Regions from separate parts of the Triticum aestivum genome. Here region 2 is linked to region 1. The links are chromatin contacts, called in public Hi-C maps. All regions are on one chromosome and are shown on one strand. The core of a region is the stretch at or near the end of the contact, and the rest is flanking DNA. Distances in the headings are between cores, read along the strand shown.

Region 1 (5,388 bases), core at 283-2,782:
TGCCTTTCATTTGTGTCATGAACTTGGTTTGCATTTTGAACTTGGTTGAATGAACTTGTGGGCATGAATTTGAACTTGTGGGCATGAACTTTTGGGCACGAACTTGGTTGAATGATGTTTGTGATTCAAATTATATGTCATGTGCTTTGTGTTGATGTGTGAAATTTATTTATTTTGTGTTCAAAATGAACAAATGTGATGCGCCGGCTGCTCGCGCGCGCTGCATTTTAGCGCTCTGCTGGAGCTGCGCGCGCGTGCTGCATTTTAACGCGGCTACTGGAGCCAGGGCTGCGCGTCGCGCCAAATCTGACGATGGGCGTGCCGCAAACCAGATTTTACCGCGCCGCGCGTTGGGTGCCTGTTGGAGATGCTCTTAGGTGGGACTCTGTGCTTCCATTCGCGTAACTGGGTAGCAAAAAGATTAGAAGAAAATGAGGAAATGCGTAATGTTTTTTGAATATTGGTACATCATGTATGTACCACTAATAGGGGATACAAAAGCAGATATTTAATTCGGTGCCCAGGTTTATCTTCATCCGGTGAATAGTAAAAAAGTAATAGAAAAAATCAACAATATCTGAATTTTTTTGGATGCAAGATGATCCAGTACGCCAGGGGTCTGTAAAATTTCGTGGCTAATTGGCATTTGAGGAGCTCGTGGCAAAAAAGACAAAATAAGTTTCAAACACTGTTGTTTTCAAAAGCTTTTACAGGCTCGAAATTTATCATTTTTTTAGAGTTACTAAAATGTCTAAACTTCACAAAATTAGCCACGGATTTCATGCACATTAGCGTCTCGCATAACAAAAATATCATTTTTTTAAAACTATTTTTAATGATTTTACTGTTACATGTGGGTGCAGATGCACCGAAAGCCGAAACGCTGCTTCAAAGTAAAAGGACAAATAATGTCGTTAATAGTAGCTCAGAGCCTCAGAATACTGTTCGCGCAGCAAAATTTGAATCGGCTAAAACATAGCAAGGTGTTTTCCTATCTTGACAGATACATTGAATTTATATGACGGATGCTTATGCTAGCACGGCTGACGACTAAGCATTGACCAGCGAGTACTACTTGGATGGAATCTTGTGAATGTGACGTAGTAGTACGTACATGGGTTTTGTCATTTCGCAGATAGATTCATTTTTCGCACAGGCCAAACGAATCATACTACTGGACAGGCTAGCGCGTGAAAGCTTGCCAAATTTTCTGGTCCATTCAACTTGAGAAAAAGAAAAGGAAAACGAGTTTTTGGTGGCAAAGAAGTACAGTGACACTGAAATCAATTCGATCGGCCTGATTTTTGTGCTTCCATGAAACGCTGAATTTCAGCACCAACTATACTACTTCCTCCGCTCAAAAATACTTGTCAGAGAAATACATAAAAATAAATATATTTAAAATTAAAATACATATAGATACATCAATCTCGCCGACAAGTATTTCTGGATGGAGGGTACCTAGGTACTTACTCCTGATTCAGTATGTGCTCAAGGAGACAAGGAGTACTTAGATATGATCTCGACAGCTTGTAGTACAACTGAACATTGTGTATGTGGTCACGATTAGCTCCAGCCGCAACGAATTGACATGGATAGACATGTACCACTGCACAGACATATTAAAAGGGTGCTTGGATCCAAGGGACTATTTTTAGTCTGACTAAAAATAGTCTCTTTTAAAGGCTAAAGTTCCAAGCACCCATGACTAAAAAGAGGCTAGGACTAGTCTTGAGACTAAATTTTTGTAGTCATATGAAACCTACTAAAATATTTATTAGCCCTCTCTCTCCTCATTTAATTCCTATCCTTTAACACATGTGAGTTCTGAATTGGAGGGTTTGGAGGATAATAAATGTTCAATAACTTGATTTTAGTCTTTTTAGTATTTGGATCCAAGCATGGGTGAGGCTAGCAAGTTTTAGTTTCATAACTTTTAATCATGGGACTAAAACGTATCCAAGCACCCTCTAAGCCGCCCAGGCCTGATCGACTCTCCTGATTCAGTTTATTTTCTTCTTATCTTGAGACATTCCCCCATTCAGTTAATTAGTACAGTACCACGCGACAAGCGAGTCGTCGTCGTTCAGAAAGCACTGATGGAGCCGTGCACGGGGCTCGATGTACTCGTGGAATTCTAAACATCGTGCATCGTCAGCTCTTACGTCAGCTCTCCGTCTCTGTTGCTCTTTAGTTTCAACCACTTGTACTTACTATGGCATGTGTTGTCATTTAAGTCTGACTCTAAAACTGAATATATATATATATATATATATATATATATATATATATATATATATATATATATATATATATATATGTATGTTTGTTGTCGTCCTACCTTTGCCCTACACAAAATCACGACGATGCGATTGTTTCGCAGGAGAGAAGAGCAGCTATAAAAACCCGACTCTACCACTCTGATTGTATTACTTAATTACACAGTACTCCAGCAAGTAGCAAAAGAACACTCACTAATCTCCAAGGGAAGGGATGGATGGCCACAATTTTTCCTCCTGTCAAGTAAACAATTGTGTACGCCCTCCGTTCGGAATTACTTGTCGCAGAAATGGATGTATCTAGACATATTTTAGTTTTAGATACATTTATTTTCGAGACAAGTAATTCCGAACGGAGGGAGTAGTATCCACTATCTTTCTAGTGGCCAGCATCCATAAGTTGCATACTCTTAATGGTAAAAAAGACACTCCAAGGGGATGTACTTTTATATTTTTATTACTACCCGTTCAGTTGTTTGTCCATTGAACCGACTATTGTTTTCACTGATATTTACTCCCTCCGTTTCTAAATATAAGTCGTTTTAAATATTTTAATACGGACTATATATGGATGCATATAGACATATTTTAAAGTGTAGATTCACTCATGTTGTCTCACATGTAGTCCATATTAAAATTTCTAAAATGACTTACTCCCTCCTTCCATCTATACAGGGCCTAAATTTTGAATCTCTCATATCAAGGCTGTTGCATAAAAAGAGAAGCAAATATTGGGAATAGTACTTCATTAATCCCTCACACGCAACTTCCTCCCCTCCTTTTTCTGCATGCAGCCCACAATAACTCCTCTCATCCTGCATGTATTGGCCAAAAGAAACAACTTTGTGGAGAAGAAAGAAGGAGGGAGATATTTACCCACACCTAGGGTTAGGGTTAGGGTTAGGGTTCTTATATATGGATGCATCTAGCACTAACTTAGTGCTAGATACATCCATTTAAAGAACATATTAGATCTAAGATGACCTTTAGATGTCTTTTCTTCAACAACAAAAAAAGACACTCCATTGGAACCATGCCACCCCCCCCCCCCCCCAAGTCTTGCCACCACAACATACATCATCTCGTTAATAAATAATACTATAGTCATTATTATCAATGGAGTCAGACAAAAAAATACTAGGTTATGATGATGCAGTTATCCAGCGACATGCCATTTCAATTGAGTATTTCAGTTACATGCTACATACTAAGATATAGTCACAACTGTCAACGAACAATGCTCTGAAAATTAAATTCCACAAAAGCTTCATCGGCTGCTAACTCACCTACACAGAGCAGCCAAGGAATCTCCTTCCAGTATCAATTTCATCAAAGGCAACACATTTGTTCGGCCTCATCTGGTGCAGCATACACTTGGGTGATTCATCCACAACAACACCACAATATAGTGGCTCGGGAATCATGTCAAGGGTCTCCTAGATCGCTTAGCACGAACATTAGCCGGAAAACTTTCAAATCAATGCAAAACATAGCTCAAATCAAATTTCCCCCAAATTTCGAAGAACCCTAACCCTAGGTGCGGAAGATACTTACCCACATGTCCATGTACATGTTACTAGCCATGTCGAAGTCGTCGTCTGTGCTCTCCTTCTTGTCCTTCCATGATGGCATGGTCACCAACGACGAGCGGATCTGTGATCGGCGACGTCAAGCTCAACACAGGAGATGAGTGATGCCTCTTCTTACTTATTGTTAACATTAGATATTGACTCTCTAGTTGCCCATAGCTTCACAATGTTTTAAAACATACAAAACTATTGCAAGGTAGCAGTTGGGCTGAGAGTATATCGACCAAAGGGGGGTGGATGTGAGATTCAAAAATTCTTGCAAATGTTTTGAATTGAACCCATACACAATAGCGGAAAAGATTCGAAAGATAAGTAACTAAACAAGTATCCTACTAAGGAACAAATCTTTCGAGATACGATATGATAATGGTTCGAGCATAGTAGAGAACTAGCTTAACTATCACGATGGTAAAGCAGTACACAATCAGTTGCAGCAGCATGAATAAAAATGAGATATGAACTGTAAGGCAAAAGCTACCTGAATAGAATCCAAAGTAACACCGAACGGTAGCTAAACTGAGCAAGATATGAATAACAGATCGAGAGTGAAAGATAAGAGATAACAAATCAGATACATTATCGTCACAGAGCACGAAAGATAACTATTGAATGAAATGCAGAGTAATAAAATGAACCAGTAGTGCTCGAAGGTGACAGATGAATTTGGTAGAACAGTTCGCCCTTTTGCCGAGGGACTACGTCTGGTTTGAGGGACTTGTGATTGAACACAGGAGCAAACCTCTCACCGTCCTATTCTCCTTCAACTAGGAGCTTATCAGACTTCCTATTCTCCCTCGTGGTAGATACTTATTGGCGATCTCTAGACCTTTGACAGACTTCCTTCACGAATCACAATTACTCTTGGTTCCTGAAGATCTTGCTCGGTGAAGACAACAACTCTTCAACACTCGAGCCAACACCTATCCGTCTAGAGAGTGCGCAACTCTCAAGAGTAATAGGTACAAGAACTCTGACTCAGAACTACATGCTCAACCACTGTCTAAGTTTTGGCTATTGGTTTTCTCTCGGTGGATTTTAAACTCAAATCTCTCGGAGAGGGGATGCTCAATCAATCTTCTCAGAAATTTGAAATGGAGCAACCAACGGGCAACGTTGGAGCGGGGTGGCTATTTATAGCCGCAGCCTTCCCTGAAGGGAATGAACAATTTGGACATGCGAAATAGCCAATGGCCGAACGACACGAGTCTAACGGTTGGAATTTGAGCACAACGGTAACATTTCTTGCGGAGCAAGAAATGCTAACTCCTCGGTCCGAAAGATATCTCCTGCAGCACAGAAGAACTATGTTTTCTGCTGGCAGGTAATCATTCGGAGCATAAAGAGATTTCTCTCAGTCTTGCATAGGTTTGGGTTAAGCATCACAATGGATCTAAGCGTCGAGAACATATGCCCCTATTAATAGTAAGGAGGTCCTATGACTCAAGAAAAAGAAGAAGAACGATATGAATGCTACGTCTTCACTTCGCCTTCGACCTTCTTGGTTGCGGTCACTTTTGTTC
Region 2 (4,831 bases), core at 1,514-4,013, 150 kb before region 1:
AGGGAGGCTCCAGCAGCACAAATAGGAAACAAGACGCGTGTCCACAAGGACTTGAACCTAGGTGGTGGTATTATACATCCACTTCCCCAACCAAGTGAGCTAGGTAGACTTATTTTGAGTTGAAGCGGTTGAATTCAGACTGCTGCTGCTATGACAGTATGATGCATAGGAGCAGGCACAAATTCATGTTCACGGTGCAGACCTTTTTGAGGAACAAAATTCTTACAGACTTGTGTGACTTCAGCAAACCCCGTTGTCTTAGAATTTATCTTGGGAGATTAAGTTTGAAGGACAGAAGATAACCAATATTTATAGAGCCATTTTCAATTCCAATTAAGAAAAAAAATGAAGTAGTAGCTTCATTTGAAATATAAGTACTCCCTAGACTTCAACCATGTCGTGCTTACTTTTTTTTCAAGATAATATTCGCTAGTTAGATGGCTAGTAGTAGTTCAACAAAAATTCATCCCTCCTCATACGGCTCTATTCATGATTACGGATGTGGACATGTGGGGAACAGGTAGGACATGATCGTTAAAAGTCTTGTGTGTGAAGTGCCACCCGATAGCATAGCAATGATCTGGAAGGCCTGGGACATGGGTAGCAGTCGGTGCGATATGCGGGAGTGACCAAAAAAAAACGATAGGACCGATTAAATGCTCCTGCCTCCTGGTACTGCACAACAGTGACCTCATCGAAGAAGAAAATTCCGCTGATTTCATTTTTGTTTGTTTATTACAGAAGAAGAATCTGGCTTGGGGGATGAGGTTTGAGGGGCCCAAAGGAGGGCGGGCGTACCGGTGGTAAGACAGATCATCCAGACGTAGGAGAATTCCTTGTAAGGTAGCCCGGTGCGGAGCTCCTTCCTCCGGTCGTGGTCGCAGCCCGGGCAGCCCGGGTGGTGCCGGCGCTCCGCCTTGATCAGCAGCGGCGAAGTCCCCTCCTCCTCCTCATTGGCCGCCATTGCTTGCAGGCAGCCAATCCCCTCCTCCCCACCCCTCACCTCAGAATAGATAGATAGATAAAAGGAGCTGGGATTGGGAAGCGAGGCCAATCAGCGCAATGCCGCCGCCGCCTTTCCCCGGCTGGGGGAGACCCGACCGAATGGAGAAACGGCAAAGCGAAATCGGGCACGCAGCGGGTGCCGTCCGTGGCGTGGCAATGGCATTCCGGCTTTAATTTGCTTGCCACACGCGCGAGCGCGAATAGATATAGAGAAAGAAAAGAAAGCCAAGGAAGGAAGGAAGGAAGGGGAAGTGAGGCGCCCCGGTCCAAGCAGGCAGGCAGGTCCGTTTCGGTGTCGCATCCTCGCGTCCCCTCCCTCCCTCCCTGACGTCAGAGATGACAACAAGTGGAGGGACTAGAATTTCCGTTGCACAATTATTAAGGCAAAGGGGTTGCTTGGATTTGGAAGAAAGAAAAACTGGAGGTACTACTACAGAGACCGGAGACGGAGAGGATGAGAAATCCAACTCGTGGAACTCCCTCCCCTCCCTTGCCAGCCTCAAAAAAACAACGAGCAACTCCCCCAAAGAAAAGAAAAAGAAAAACTCGTGGATCTCGTGGCCCAAGACGTGCACGTTGTCGTCCAGAAACAGCGGATTCAATCAATCGGAAAAATAAATCTTGTGTAGTAGTACTGTGCTAGTCGGACGGGATCATGTGATTGGGACAGTGCAAGTGCGTGCGTGTTTTGTCTACTTGCGCCTTTCTCCACACAGGACAGACAGATCATTGGTACTGCTCCCTCCCTCGTAGTATGACGGTGACCAGTTGCCCCATCAAATTATGCTCCTCAACAACTAATGCAACCAAATCATGCATACAGCCCCTGATACTACATTTCACCCTCTCTTTTTTACTCTTGCCTTCAAGGGGGAAAGATGGCGTAAAAATGTCCCATGATATAAAAATGTTTTTTAATTAATTGTTTGGTGTGTAAGCCCTGGCCAGCTAGCCATTTAATTCGATCCATGGGCTTGTTAGGTGTTGTGTACCTACTTGAATTGACATCTATGATTATATAGTAGTCCAACTGAATCTTGTTTACATGGTCCCAATTTCGTACTGGGGTGACCCAATTTTTTATCGGTTCAACCAGCAGCCGTGGTGCTTCACCCTGATTTCTCTTGGTTAAAACATTCCAATTCGGTTAATTGTTGGTACATGCGACAACCTGGTTAAAGTATGATACATTCTCTCTACTCCAGTCAACTAGTGAGCTAATCAGCTGTAATTTATCTGTACATCTTAGCTGGGTTGCTAAATTAGTAGAGCACACTATGTTCTGATTATTATTTTTCTTCCCTAGGCAACTCTGTCCTTTTTCCTATTTTTATTACTGGCTTGTGTTGAATCGTGGATGCAGCCCAGCTAGCGCGCACGCAGAATTAAATCAATCAAATCAAGCAGTCAACCAAGCGTTGATGCATTTGCGCAACCAGTTGATTGATGACCAAATCAGGACGGAGATCGGGGATGAAGGGTGGTGGTGTACTGACCGGTGCAGAGGGTGACGGTCCAGACGTAGATGAAGGTGCCGTAGGGGATGCCCGGGTTGGCCGCCTTCCGCCGGTCCACCGCGCACCCGGGGCAGCCCTCCACGTACAGCACGCCGTCCGCCTTCTTCTCCAGCAACGGCACCGACGACTCTGCCGCCGCCGCCCGCCCATTGCGGTCTTGCTCCGCCATATTTACGGCTGCGGTCTCTGAAGTCTGAACTAGGGAAGGGAAGGGAGGGAGGGAGGGGTGGGGAAGGGAGGTTGTTGGGGCTAGGCTATATGTAGTGATGCGAACCCAACAATGATCCCTATGAAGCCGCACGTGCTTGAGACGGGTGAGAATTGATTTCGCTGTGCTTCCGTGGCGATCAAGTTTCAATTGCCCATGCCGACCAGATCCGTCACGGCCAACAGGGAAACAAAATCGGGATCCGCCAATGTATAAATAAACCAAACCAAACCAAACATGCGAGGGAGGGAGCACGGCCACGTCTCCTTTTGGAATGGAACACCGTAAACACATACAGTGCATGTACGCTCAACTGTCTCTCTCTCTCTCTCTCAAAGGAAGAACGCGAATCAAAACATGCACGCGAATCGGTATCATCGTTCATAGCCCAATGCAATAGGCCACGTGACTACATACCACACAACGGACACGTAATATACGTCAGCTTACATTATACGTACTCTGTCGTGGTGAAGCAAACACCTCCGCACCAAACATCATGGAGACCCAGTGACCTTCTTGGTTCCACACGAATGGTGCCTGGGAGCCTTGGATTGGATTCGATGGTCCTACATCAGCTAAGGACGCGGGCGTTGCATTTGGTCCGCAGCTCGCGCGACCCGGGGCGATGCTTACAAGTTATGAGGGCTCGAGCGGCAGCTTTCTTTCATTCCCGCGATCTGGAAGTTGTTGGTAAGGAACAATCTGTGGAGGGCCGCGGTTTTGTTGTTCATGTGTACTCTGCGCCTCCTGTATCGATGGTTGTCTTCGATCAAGAAGTATCAGCTGAACAGATTCAGCAATTCTCTGTTGAAGACAAAGTGATTGATAAAAATTGTAGCAGTTTTATGAGTTTGGTGAAGACTATTCCTCATTTAAGGGTGGAATCTAAGGTGGTGATGATCATAGGATGCACGGGAGGTGAGTTTCAGGATATAAGTATTTGTCAGCATAATACTCTGCTGTCCAGGGACATTGACAGTGAACAAAATGGAAGACAAGCAAGGGAATTTGGATGGCACAGTTGGTATCCTATGCTTATTTTTATCTTCGACCCTGGTGAAGTGACATCCACATCGATGATTTCATCCATGCCAATGGATATGAGGTATGATAATTTTGGGGAAGATATGGATGATTGGCTGGGAGAAGTGTTTAAAGCTGATGTTCAAAGAGATGGCAAGGCACGGCCTATTGATATTACTGCTGCTGGGAAGGGGGCATATGAGGGAAAGGAATTTTCAAAAGAAACAGTAGCGAGGCACAAAGAAGATGGTGAAGACTTAAACTTAGTCAACTCTAGATCAGCCAAGAGACTGCCGATGGGAAAAGATGGTTTGGATGATGGAAGTACAGCAGAGGATATTGATCGTATAGCACTGACAGGAGCCTTTATTCCATATGGACGACAGGGGGTCAGTCACATATGGTTAGCTCGACGTCAGGAAGTAAACGCCAGAAGGACGATGAAGATGTGTGGAGCTACAAATTATGCAGGATCGGCGGCCTCCTTTGGGGAGGACCGCCGGGCACAATGAATATCTTGAGTTTGAACTGTCGGGGGTGCGGGCGACCCGAGACAGTTCAAGAGATATGCAGTTTGATTAGACTGCATCACCCGTCACTGGTCTTTCTCTCGGAGACCAGATTGTCTGATAAGAGAGCTCAAGATCTTAAGTTCCGTTTTGGATTTAGTAATGCTTTTGGTGTGAAGAGTGAAGGACTGAGTGGTGGCTTGGTCCTTTTATGGAATAATGACTCGGCGGTCTCTTTAAATTCATACAGCCAGTCACATATTGATGTGTTTTTACAAAATAACTTGCTGGGAGAGAGGGAGTGGAGATTTACGGGGTTCTATGGTCAACTGGTACGATCTCGTAGGAAGCTCAGCTGGGATCTCATGAAGTTCCTTCGCAAGGAATATGACATACCATGGTTAATTGCAGTGGACTTTAATGAGATATTGGATGCCTCTGAACAATTTGGTGGTAATGTACGGGAGGAATGGAAGATGGATGGGTTCCGGGATGCAGTTGAGATATGCAAGCTATGTGATTTGGGGTACTCTGGACTCCCCTTTACATGGGATAATAGGCAGCAG

Evidence for each region. Hi-C and Micro-C count contacts between places; a contact is called where the count stands out from the background.
Region 2: a contact with region 1 is called in a Hi-C map of leaf, with 5 times the contacts expected there. The contact joins the promoter of LOC123091654 here to the enhancer-like site in region 1. A contact is called at or near these places in 2 of 5 Hi-C or Micro-C datasets (leaf and an unstated tissue) and 1 of 1 datasets of contacts at active chromatin or transcription factors (leaf).

The regions. Positions count from the first base shown.
Region 1 is chr4B:174,694,870-174,700,257 of IWGSC CS RefSeq v2.1, reverse strand. No RefSeq gene overlaps it. Among protein-coding and RNA genes, the nearest start is that of LOC123091652, 13 kb to the right of the region's middle. Within about 2 kb of position 1,532, at least 1 of the 8 cell types and tissues checked has an H3K27ac peak or open chromatin away from gene starts, as enhancers often do. A contact at or near this core is called in leaf, where this site is marked.
Region 2 is chr4B:174,844,195-174,849,025 of IWGSC CS RefSeq v2.1, reverse strand. It overlaps LOC123091654 (protein ZINC INDUCED FACILITATOR-LIKE 1), which reads right to left and starts at 2,763. Exons shown (of 19, transcript XM_044513240.1): 1 at 2,498-2,763; 2 at 1,708-1,751; 3 at 799-966. The coding sequence starts at 2,691.